Linked DNA regions of Zea mays: region 1 is linked to region 2. A link is a contact called in public Hi-C data. All regions are on one chromosome and are shown on one strand. The core of a region is the stretch at or near the end of the contact, and the rest is flanking DNA. Distances in the headings are between cores, read along the strand shown.

The links. Hi-C and Micro-C count contacts between places; a contact is called where the count stands out from the background.
Region 1: a Hi-C map of ear shows a contact between it and region 2, with 1.7 times the contacts expected there. The contact joins the promoter of LOC100193444 here to the promoter of LOC100282684 in region 2. A contact is called at or near these places in 2 of 25 Hi-C or Micro-C datasets (ear and leaf).

What each region holds. Positions count from the first base shown.
Region 1 is chr3:10,060,630-10,065,532 of Zm-B73-REFERENCE-NAM-5.0, forward strand. It overlaps LOC100193444, which reads left to right and starts at 1,701. Exons shown (of 5, transcript NM_001138563.1): 1 at 1,701-2,004; 2 at 2,166-2,371; 3 at 2,508-2,622; 4 at 4,138-4,199; 5 at 4,291-4,725. The coding sequence starts at 1,745. The coding sequence ends at 4,310.
Region 2 is chr3:9,779,405-9,784,603 of Zm-B73-REFERENCE-NAM-5.0, forward strand. It overlaps LOC100282684, which reads right to left and starts at 2,785. Exons shown (of 3, transcript NM_001155591.2): 1 at 2,105-2,785; 2 at 817-1,066; 3 at 39-709. The coding sequence starts at 2,464. The coding sequence ends at 345. LOC100192511 (Syntaxin 32) reads right to left here. Exons shown (of 5, transcript NM_001137731.1): 5 at 3,817-4,294. The coding sequence ends at 4,135.

The sequences.
Region 1 (4,903 bases), core at 451-2,950, 280 kb after region 2:
CCGGACAGCTACGCGCCCGTCCGGCCTGCCAGTGCCAGTGCCACCGCATCGCAGTCACCTCACCCCCTACCATTACCACGGTACTACGTACCACCCACTGACCCACCCTCGTCCTGTACAGTAGCGCTGGAACGCGTTCCACGAGTTTCAAAACTCCAAACTCTCTGCGTCTGGTCTGCGTGCCCTCCTCTCCACCGTGACAATTCCCTTCCTTTTATTAGAGAGATCAAAGACGGGGATTCTGTTTCGTTTGTTTTCTTTACGAGCGCAAGCACCCGCTAGCAATTCAACGGCGACGGGCGGGCCGCCGTCGGCCGGGGGATCGAACGGCTGGTCCGCCGTGGACCCGCTTGCCGCCTCCGGGGGGGCCGCTGCAGGGCGCCCAACCGGCAGCCGGGGCCCGCTGGTGGGGCCGCCCGCGCGAGTGCGGCACCGCGAGTTTCCTTGTTTGTATTTAATTATATATAGATTAGTTTTGGATTGCAAAGTCTCGAGCCTCGCCTTCCTCGACGTCTCTATTACGTTTCGCACCTCGCTTTATCTCGTATTCACGTAACAGATCTTCGGTCACACTACTACACTAGTATGGTTAGACTGTCTGCACGGGTCGCTGCTATACTTTCCTCTCACCTTGCATGCCGTGTACAGAAGTCCCCCCACCCGTGCAACGGTTGCCTCTACGGAGCCCCTTATCGAGGGGAGCGCTTCTCTCTCCCTCCACTCCTGGCGGTTCACTGTTCATGCGCACTTACACTGTTTCGCACCGTGTTATGGGGCTGGAAACGAGCCGAGCCGAGCTCGGCTCGGCTCGGCTCGGTGCCTGAACGAGCTCGGCTCGGCTCGTCCATTCGACGAGCTAGTGAAAGAGGCTCGGCTCGGCTCGACCTTGGCTCGCGAGCCGGCTCGGCTCGCGAGCCATATTCTGATATTTATCGTTGCATTATTTGGTGAATTAACATTATATAAATTTGAAATATAGAATCATCATTTTAAATTATGAGTAAATTAAATTATAACTTGTAATATATTCATCATCAAAGACTAAAAAATGAGCTATTATCCATAAAACTATCTAATATTCATTATTATTCCATAAAATGATCATTTTTGTATTCATTATTATTCCATAAAATGATCATTTTTGTAAGACTCGCGAGCTGGAACGAGCCGACTCGGCTCGGCTCGCTGCAAAAACGAGCTCGAAGAAGGGGCTCGGCTCGGCTCGTTCGAGGCTCGCGAGCCGAGCCGAGTCGCTCCGAGCTCGAGCCGGCTCGCGAGCCTCGAGCTAATTTTCCAGCCCTACACAAGTTGTGGGCCCACGATAAATTATTAGTGGATAAAAAATTGATAGTGGATAAAAAGTAGGTATAGAAAATGATATTTTATGGTTGTAGTGGGATATAAGGGGGAGTATTTAGGGGGAACCGCTGCGGAAGATGAAAAAATAGGGGAGAAATAGAGGAAAAAAATGATATAGGAGAAAAATTTAGAGGTAACGGTTGCAGATAGCCTTAGCACACGAGGAGGACATGTGGAACCTTTTTTTAGACAGATTATTAGCGTTATATCCAGGGGCTCATAAGCAAAAACTATCGCGACCTGACGGGTGAGTGACCCGCGGCCCACTATAACCAAACCAACCTCCCCCTCCCCCTCCCCCCGACCTCTCTGCCTTTTCCTTTTCCTTCCCCCGCTTTCTCCTTCCTTCCTCCTCCTCCCGGCTCCCCTCACCCAGCCACCGGCCATGTCGGTGGAGACGGAGCGGAGCTCCACCGAGTCCTCCGGGGCTTCCGGGCTCGACTTCGAGGACACCGCGCTCACGCTCACCCTCCGCCTCCCGGGCTCCGCGCCTTCCGCCGCCGCCGCCGCCGCGGCTTCCCTGTCCCTCTCCTCCTCGTCGTCCTCCGCCTTCCCCGACCCCGACCGCAAGCGCGCCTCCTCCGACGCTGACCCCGGCCGCTCCTCCCCGCTCGCCGCGTCCTCCGACGCTGCACCGGCACCCAAGTACGCCGCCCGTTTTCTCCGACCAACACATGCCTTTTCCGTTTTTTATTTATTGTTACTCCCAGGAAACGCGAGGCGGGCGCTGGCGCTTGCTTTGGCGGGTGAATATGAGGTGGAGTGGAGTTTGATGTGCCTCCTCCTCATTTGTTTTGGTGGGGCAGGGCTCGTGTGGTGGGCTGGCCGCCGGTGAGGTCGTACCGCAAGAACGCGCTCGCCGACGCCGCGGGCTCCAGCAAGGCCGCCAAGTTCGTCAAGGTGGCCGTCGACGGCGCGCCCTACCTGCGGAAGGTGGACCTGCAGGCGTACGCCGGCTACGACCAGCTGCTCCGCGCGCTCCAGGACAAGTTCTTCTCCCACTTCACCATCAGTCAGTGCTACCGTCCCACCACCACCCCCTCGCTTCGTGCTTCCTCCTGGGTCTAATTTCCGCAGCGCTTTGCTCTGTTTGGTCGAGCGTTCCGGCTGACGGAGGGTTTTTTTTTTTGGTTTGGATGCGCGCGCAGGGAAGTTCGCCGACGACGAGAGGAAGCTGGTGGACGCGGTGAACGGGACGGAGTACGTACCCACGTACGAGGACAAGGATGGCGACTGGATGCTCGTCGGCGACGTCCCCTGGAAGTGAGCTCCTCTGCTTCTTCGTTCTGTTTTACTTTTACTACGAGTACGTGGTCTTATATATTCTTTACTTGATATAACTCGAATAGTTTCTCAGCGTATGATTATTGCTTAGGGTCGATCAGATTGGATGTGATAGCTTCCATTTAACACTTCGTCTACTGTCCTTTCGTATGACTATCTCTTAGGATCTTGCACTACTCCAATTGGATGTGGTAGCTTCGATTTAACAGTTTCTTTACAGTCCTTTGACTAAGTCTTTGCTTGTATTTAGCTTTTAGTAGTCGAATGGTTTGTTCGTAGGTATGAGACTAATGCTTGGGATCTTGCACTTCTCATCAAATTGGACGTTGTAGCTTTGATTTGAGAAGATCAACCAAGTCCCTTTGACGAAATACTTTTTGTGTGTGTGTGTTGAGTAGTGGGGGAGCGGTAGAATTAGATTGTGCCGAGTAGATTTGCAACAACATGGCTGTATTTTGGGATCGAAGGAAGCAGATCCTAGAAAGAGTTGTTTGGATAAATAGGGATAGCGATGAATTAGGGGTTTGAATGGATTGTCTTGGAAATTACTTCATCTTCACCATCGATATGATGTGAATAGATCTAATCCAGATAAGACCAGAGGTTTGCCTCTCACTCTCTCTCTCTTTTGACAACGATGCGTCTTTTAGGTGAAATTCTCGAGAGGCGCTGTTGGTTGTTGGCAGTAATTCATGCCTATAGTGTAAGTGCATTTGAGGCCGAATTGCTCCTCAGATGAAGCATCAGCTGATCGGAAAGTGATGTTGGAACTGTCGGGATAGGAGAACTATTAGGGAGCCCTTTCTCACCCTTGACTATGACAGCAGACAACCTTTGCTAGTTCCTTCTCCACTTGTTAGCCCACTGCAGCCATGCTAGGATATTGCAATGACACTGATCAAATCTAACTGAGACAGGTTACAGGGGTGGGGGGGGGGATGAATTTTCTTATCCACACCTCTTTGCCTTTTGTTTTTTTAACCGTAGATTCCATCCAAAAACGCCTTCCACGTGGACCAACCACAACAATTTCCTATCTGATAGACTGATACTTCTTGCACCGAACCGAACGTGTTGCTGTTTCTAGCATTTACCATATTATAAGCAACTTTGATGTACAGAATATGCTATATTCTCTAATCCGACAAATGTGAAAAGAACCGACTTTATTAAGTTTGGATACATTGGATAAGGTTGTCTTTCCAGTTTTGTTCTCCAGCACTAGATAGCTAGATTGAACTGTTCGCCTGACATATCGGCTGCCTATGGAGCAAAAGCAAATTGCTCCTAGACCCTCCTAGAGAATATTCTATCTCAAGCACTGAGATGGGTTTGTCGGGTTAGTTTTCATTTGTGTTTTCTTCCTTGATCGTACTGCAAAGAGGGGGGGGGGGGGGGGGCTATAGAGGAGCTCTTGATACCCAGCTGCCAAGGATGTAGTAGCATGCTCCCATTAGACTTGGTCCGGCAAGTTTCTAACTGGTGGTTTTGCAGGATGTTCGTGGAAACCTGCCAGCGCCTTCGTCTGATGAAAGGTTCAGAGGCCGTGAACTTGGGTACGTACATGTTTTTCCCCTAAAGCCTACCTCCATGTGTTTAAAAACGTCTGCTTTTTTTCACAGCCATCGCTCTTGTTCATTTTCACAGCACCAAGAGCCGCCCGATGAGGCACACTCCGTTGGGCGTTGGCACGCACGCACGCACTGGCGTCTTGAAGGAAAGGGGGAACTCTGCTGGTCTTGATGAGGATCTTCACGTGAGATAGGAACGTGTGTACAGTTGTCGCCTTATGGTATTGAGTTGAGGAAACTTGGAAGTTCCATTACTTGTCTGTAGTCTCTACTTTATATAGATGCGAAGAAGCTTGAGATACACATTGCCTACAATGTCTTTTGATGAATAAGACCAGACAGCACCGAACCGAACTCGTCCTCCACACGGTTGCTTTGCCATCTCGGTGGTTTTGTGGTGGTGGTGGTGGTCGTGCTTCCTATAGGTGTGAGGCTGATGGCGTGGCTGCCATTTATACAATCTTTAATCGTGTTTTGTTGAGCTTTATTATATGGTTTTGTTTGAGAGTTCATGGCTCTGCATCCTGTTCCTACGGGATGCTGGTCAGCTTTTCCCCTAGCAAGTACATTCTGGTTTGCTTCGTCTCCTCGTCGTGCCTGTTTGTTTCGTCGTAACACTGGCTGACATGCGTAACAAAGCTTGATGTTCCACTCCCGTTCATGCGCAGTAGGATGTTTCAATGGTTATA
Region 2 (5,199 bases), core at 1,535-4,034:
TAGAAGTATAAAAGGCACATTTATATATATAAGATAAAAGAAATCAGGCTGGGGATAATTTCGGCAAGTGTACCCCCGCCCTCCTCATCAATGCAAGGATTTAAAAATCGGACTACAGGCGGTGCTGGAGTTGTTCACGAAGTTTATCATTGGATGAACAATTTAAAGCACAATTACACCACCGTTTTGCAACCACAAAGGCCTTTCATTAAATTCTGAAAATGAAACTCAGAAAGGCACTTCCCAGTCATAAATACGATAACTCAAAAAAGTTTTATTGCGAGTCCAAAACGAACAAGGGGATATCAAACTCACAGCACCCAAACTCAAAACTTTATGCCCATTTACCGCACGGGCTGCTGGTTGTAATGACTCTTTTCTTTCTTCTTGGCCGCCGCAAGCCTTGCACTCCTTGCTGCAGCCTCGGCAGCGGCAATTTTGGCAGCTGTGTCCGTCTCTCTGCTCGATTTCTTCTTCTTCATTGATGCCATCTTCTTCAAGCGCTCCTTCACATCCACAGCAGAAGTATCTTCATCAGGTCCTGCACTGGCAGTCTCCTCTGACCCATCAAGTGCTTCTTGTGTTTCTTTTCCCTCCTTTGAACTCTTGTCCTTCTTTTTCTTCTTCTTGGAGGCCTTGCTCTCGGGAGGAGCAGGAGCATCTTCCTTCTTCTCTGCATCACCAATTTGGTTGGTACCTTTCTTCTCAGCTGCAAGAAAACATAGCATGAGAAAATCGAGTCCATACAATCAACAAAACCACACAAGAGAGCTATTGATATCAGGCAGTTTTAGTGGCAGCATGTATGATTCTCACCATCCTGTGCAGTGCTGCTAGAATTTGCAGAGAGTCCCAGCTCAGCCAATACTGCATCAAGTTCTGCTAGTTCCTTCTTTTTCAACTCCTTTTTAGACAGCTGCCTTTCTGTGTCCTTGGGTGGCGCAGCCGGGGCCGCAGCTGTCCTGATAGCAGGTTCGGCTGGGGCATCTTCCGCATCATGTTCAGGTTCATCCTCAGGTCCATCATCAACCTCATCATCAAGGTCCCCATCATCACTCTCAATGTCCTGCAGCATATATAGAAGTACATCTAAGAATATTATCAGAGAGGCTAAGTGGCTAGCTATAACGACAATCAGCAAAACATGTTCCATTCCCTCGAGATGAGTAAATTATACTCCCACTTAACAAAGTTCAATTTCAAAGAAAATTTGACAGAAAACAAGTAGAACAATAACCAGAGTTTGCTATGACAGACATGCAGCACATGTCATGTATAAACATTTCCAAATCACTTTGCTTACCCAAGACATAGAAAAACTTGGAACAAATCCCTGTCCAAAGTACACCTTTTCTTTAGCAGAGGGATTATCCCCAACAGTATTAGTACAAACACAGCTTGTAAAGAGCATCACTGTTGCTCTCAATTGCAATATGCTCCTTTAGACCACAGCTAATTGGAACAGTAAAAAGTAGTGAGAAAACATCCATAATACACACGACGAGCCTCTTTGATTCTTTACTGGCAATATGTGATAATACAATTATCCAGCATTCTCTCCTCATTGGTCATTGCTCAATCTATTAATTACCAAGCATTCTCTCCTCATTGGTCATTACTGAATCTATTAATTGCCAAAAAAGATAGTATGGGCTATATATATATAGCGATATGGGCATTAATACACCAATTTACCAATTCTGCTTATGTGGGGTAACTTCGCGTGTCAGTTTGTCAGCTAATCATACACTATACAGCAGAACAACCCTTCTATCATTCAAAGGACAAATTTATTTTCACATGATTTGCAGCTGAAATTTAGTGTTTCAATACCTACACCAGAAATTGATTGCCATATTGCACACAAGACGCACGGCCAAGGCGAATAATTGCATCCGTTACCGACACCAATCGCAAAAAAAATGGCATAATGGACAAGTAAACCTGCAGATTGGTCTTACTCCAAGGATTCCGCAGCAGCGCCAACTGTCAACTAACCAGTACGGAGATTAAACAGCAACGAACAGTCTGAAGGTATAAGAACATTTCATAGGCACATTCCACAAACAAATCACAAGGCACATAGAGAAGGTGGAAAATATACCTCCTGAAGGGCGGCACGCACAGCATCATCGACGTCTTCCTCTTCCTTGGCGGGCTCACCGGCAGTGCCCCAGACGGGGCGCGGCGGCGCGGTGGTGGCGAAGTAGTCGTCGTCGTCGTCGTCCTCGACGTCCGCCCAGGACTTGGTGGTAAGTGGCGCGGGCGCCCAGAACAGCTCCTTCTGCGGTGGCTCTTGTCGCTGCGCGGCCCCCTCGCCGTGCTTCTTCCTGGAGGAAGACCCGGCCGCCTTGCCTTTGTCGCCCTTCTTCTTCTTCTTGAGGGACTCGAGCGCCGCGAACACGTTGCCGGTGTTGAGCTTGACCTCCTCCGCCGCTCCACCCCGCCTCCCGCCGCCCACCATGCTCCCTGACCGCCGCGGTGGACCCCGGCGAGGCGACCCGAGCGGACCCCGAACCCGAATCTGAATCTGTCCTGCCCGCCGATCTGCGGGGACGAATCGGCGCCGGGTGTCCTCGCCGCCGGGGGATCGGACCTGGATTGGGATTCGGGTAGGGGTGGAGGCGCGGTTGCTAGGGTTTTGAGATGGGCGGAGACTGGAGGCGGAGGAGGGGACGCGTGCCGCAGCCTTCACCTGACGTTTGTTTAAAGCAGCGGCGCAACGCAAAGACGAGAGAGAGGCTGAGGCCTCTGCCTGAGGCACGGTGGTTTGCTTTGCTGCCGTGCGGCTTGCGCTAGCTAGCTACAATTCTATCCACACCCCACCAGCGTGCAGCGTTACGCATTGCCACTTGCAAGACGCCCAGACGGTACACGCCACGCGCTGTGGTGCAGCGGCCTCGTCCTCCCGCGCCTGATACGTCACGGGCGTGTTTGATATGCGGCTCGAAGCCTGGTCGAACCCATGGGCTGCAACGTCAGTCGTCACGTGTTGATTTTCTTAGCCCACCAATGCTATTCCCAGTATATAGACCATGTACGAAAAGTTACTAATTTAGTCACTTTAGTTTAGCCTCGTGAATATGCCATAATTTGAATCAAACAAAGCTACATTTGGGCATATCGGATTTGGTACATGAAAACTAAACAAGCTCACTTGTATAGTATGAACCAGGCCTCTGCGCTTGAGTCTTCACAGATAGGAATAAAAATAAATATCCGAATTGTTAGAACAAATTTCATATTTTAAAATAAATATATATGGAATTTAATGTCGACCTAAAAAGCATATTATTATAAATAAAATTAAAATTTTGCATAAATTATTTTATGCTTCATTTGCTCTCTACACAAAAAAAATTGGAAATGTATTCGAATCCGTATAATATATCCAAATTTTATATCGTCGTTTCAGAAGGTATATAATAAATTTGATGTTTATGAATCTTTATAAACTCAATGCTAAATTTGTGTAGCAAATTATATATCACATTTATCCACAATCAAAAAATAAAGACAATTAATATCCGAATAAGTACCGTCCCAAATCATAGAGACTGGAGTCATGACTCATGAACCTTGTAGAAATATGAAATCGCAAAGCTGGGTAGTGATATCTGGTTCATGTCAAGTTATTTTCTTTTCTGAACCGAGCTAAAAAGCGCAAGAAAAAATTGTAACTAAAAAAAATAGAAATCTAAGCGCAAAAGAGGCACCATCCAGGATTCATGTATGATTATAGTAGTCATGACAGACCCTACCTGACAGATATCCTACCTGAAATTAGCGAATGAAAAGAGGATAAACAACAGATATCAGAAACAATCAGAATAGCATGTGCCTGAACTAGCGGGGCATACTCCCGTATAGGTATAGTGATCTGACAAGAACGAGAAGCGGTTTTGCCACCTGCCTATTACTGTCTGGCGAGTTGATACATCAAATACAGTGGAGATATTGCCAATCAAGAGTAACGTAACAGGACTCGAACTCCTCCCAATTTACATGGCCACAAAAGGGTGAACGATGGCTTATCGTCCAGGGTGAAAATTGTGTACACGGTGTAGTATGAGTAAAAATAAAAGAATACTACGCATAGCGGCCAGAGCACCTCGGGCAGAATGGTACAGAAGGTCAAGCCACGAAGAATATGAAGATCATGAGGAACACCATCAGCACAAAGAATATCTTCATCATCAGCCACCTGTTGGACGAAATGCTGTTGAGATACTTCAGGAGCTGGCCCTGCGCTCCCTCCACGTTAGCCACTGTTTCCTCCATGTTCTCGTCAATTCTGTCATAGGGGCAACCCGTCAATTGATAGCCAATAGGACAAGTCAATGCAATACAATAAGGGCAGCGTGGACTGATAATACAGGAGCTGTTTGGGGGATAAGGTCCATGAAGATATATGCTCCTACCAATGCCAAATTTATCACGCGATTCTAATCAGTCAGGTACAAAAGTTGGTTCATTGTTTCCCTGCACATAATTTGGCACATAGTGTACCTTTTAAAGGCTCCTTGTCCGTGTTTGTGACATAGTACCGTGGTACTGTTCACATGCCCAAGGACTGCCTTGACCTTAACAACAGTCTCCACCTTCCTAATGGAACATACCTTACTTTTCTAACTAGTAATAGATAAAAGTCCAAAAACAATAGATATGGTACCGGTTAGCTTTACCTTATCATCATAATCTAATTATTACTTATTAAGAAAAAAATAGAAAATCCAAACCCTACCCTAATGCTTGCAGTAGGTACTGTTCGAGTATCAAGTCAAGCCAGTGTCTTCTTACAAGCTACCCAAACAACCAAGCAGCCAGCAATTTTTCAAAGCCATTGTCTATGTTTCTGTTATGAGAGGCAGATGGCTGCGAGGATTAGAGGGCGATGGCTAGGTTAGAGGGCGACGGCTAGGGTTAGGGGCGCTGGGGAGGCCGGTCGCAGGGCTTTGCCCATGGCAAGCAAGAGAGAAGGGATTTCCTTCTATTCTCTTGCTTACCTTCAATTGATACAATCTCTTTCCTTATATAGACTCTCCTTATATAGAGAGGGACAGAGGGTAACTTGACCCCTAAGCACTAGATCTAATCTTATCTCTAATTCTAATCTTATCCCAAACTAATCTATCTTTATCTAAACAACCTGAGGGGCGTGGTACAGTGCCACCGTTTCAGACAATTTCAGACAATGTT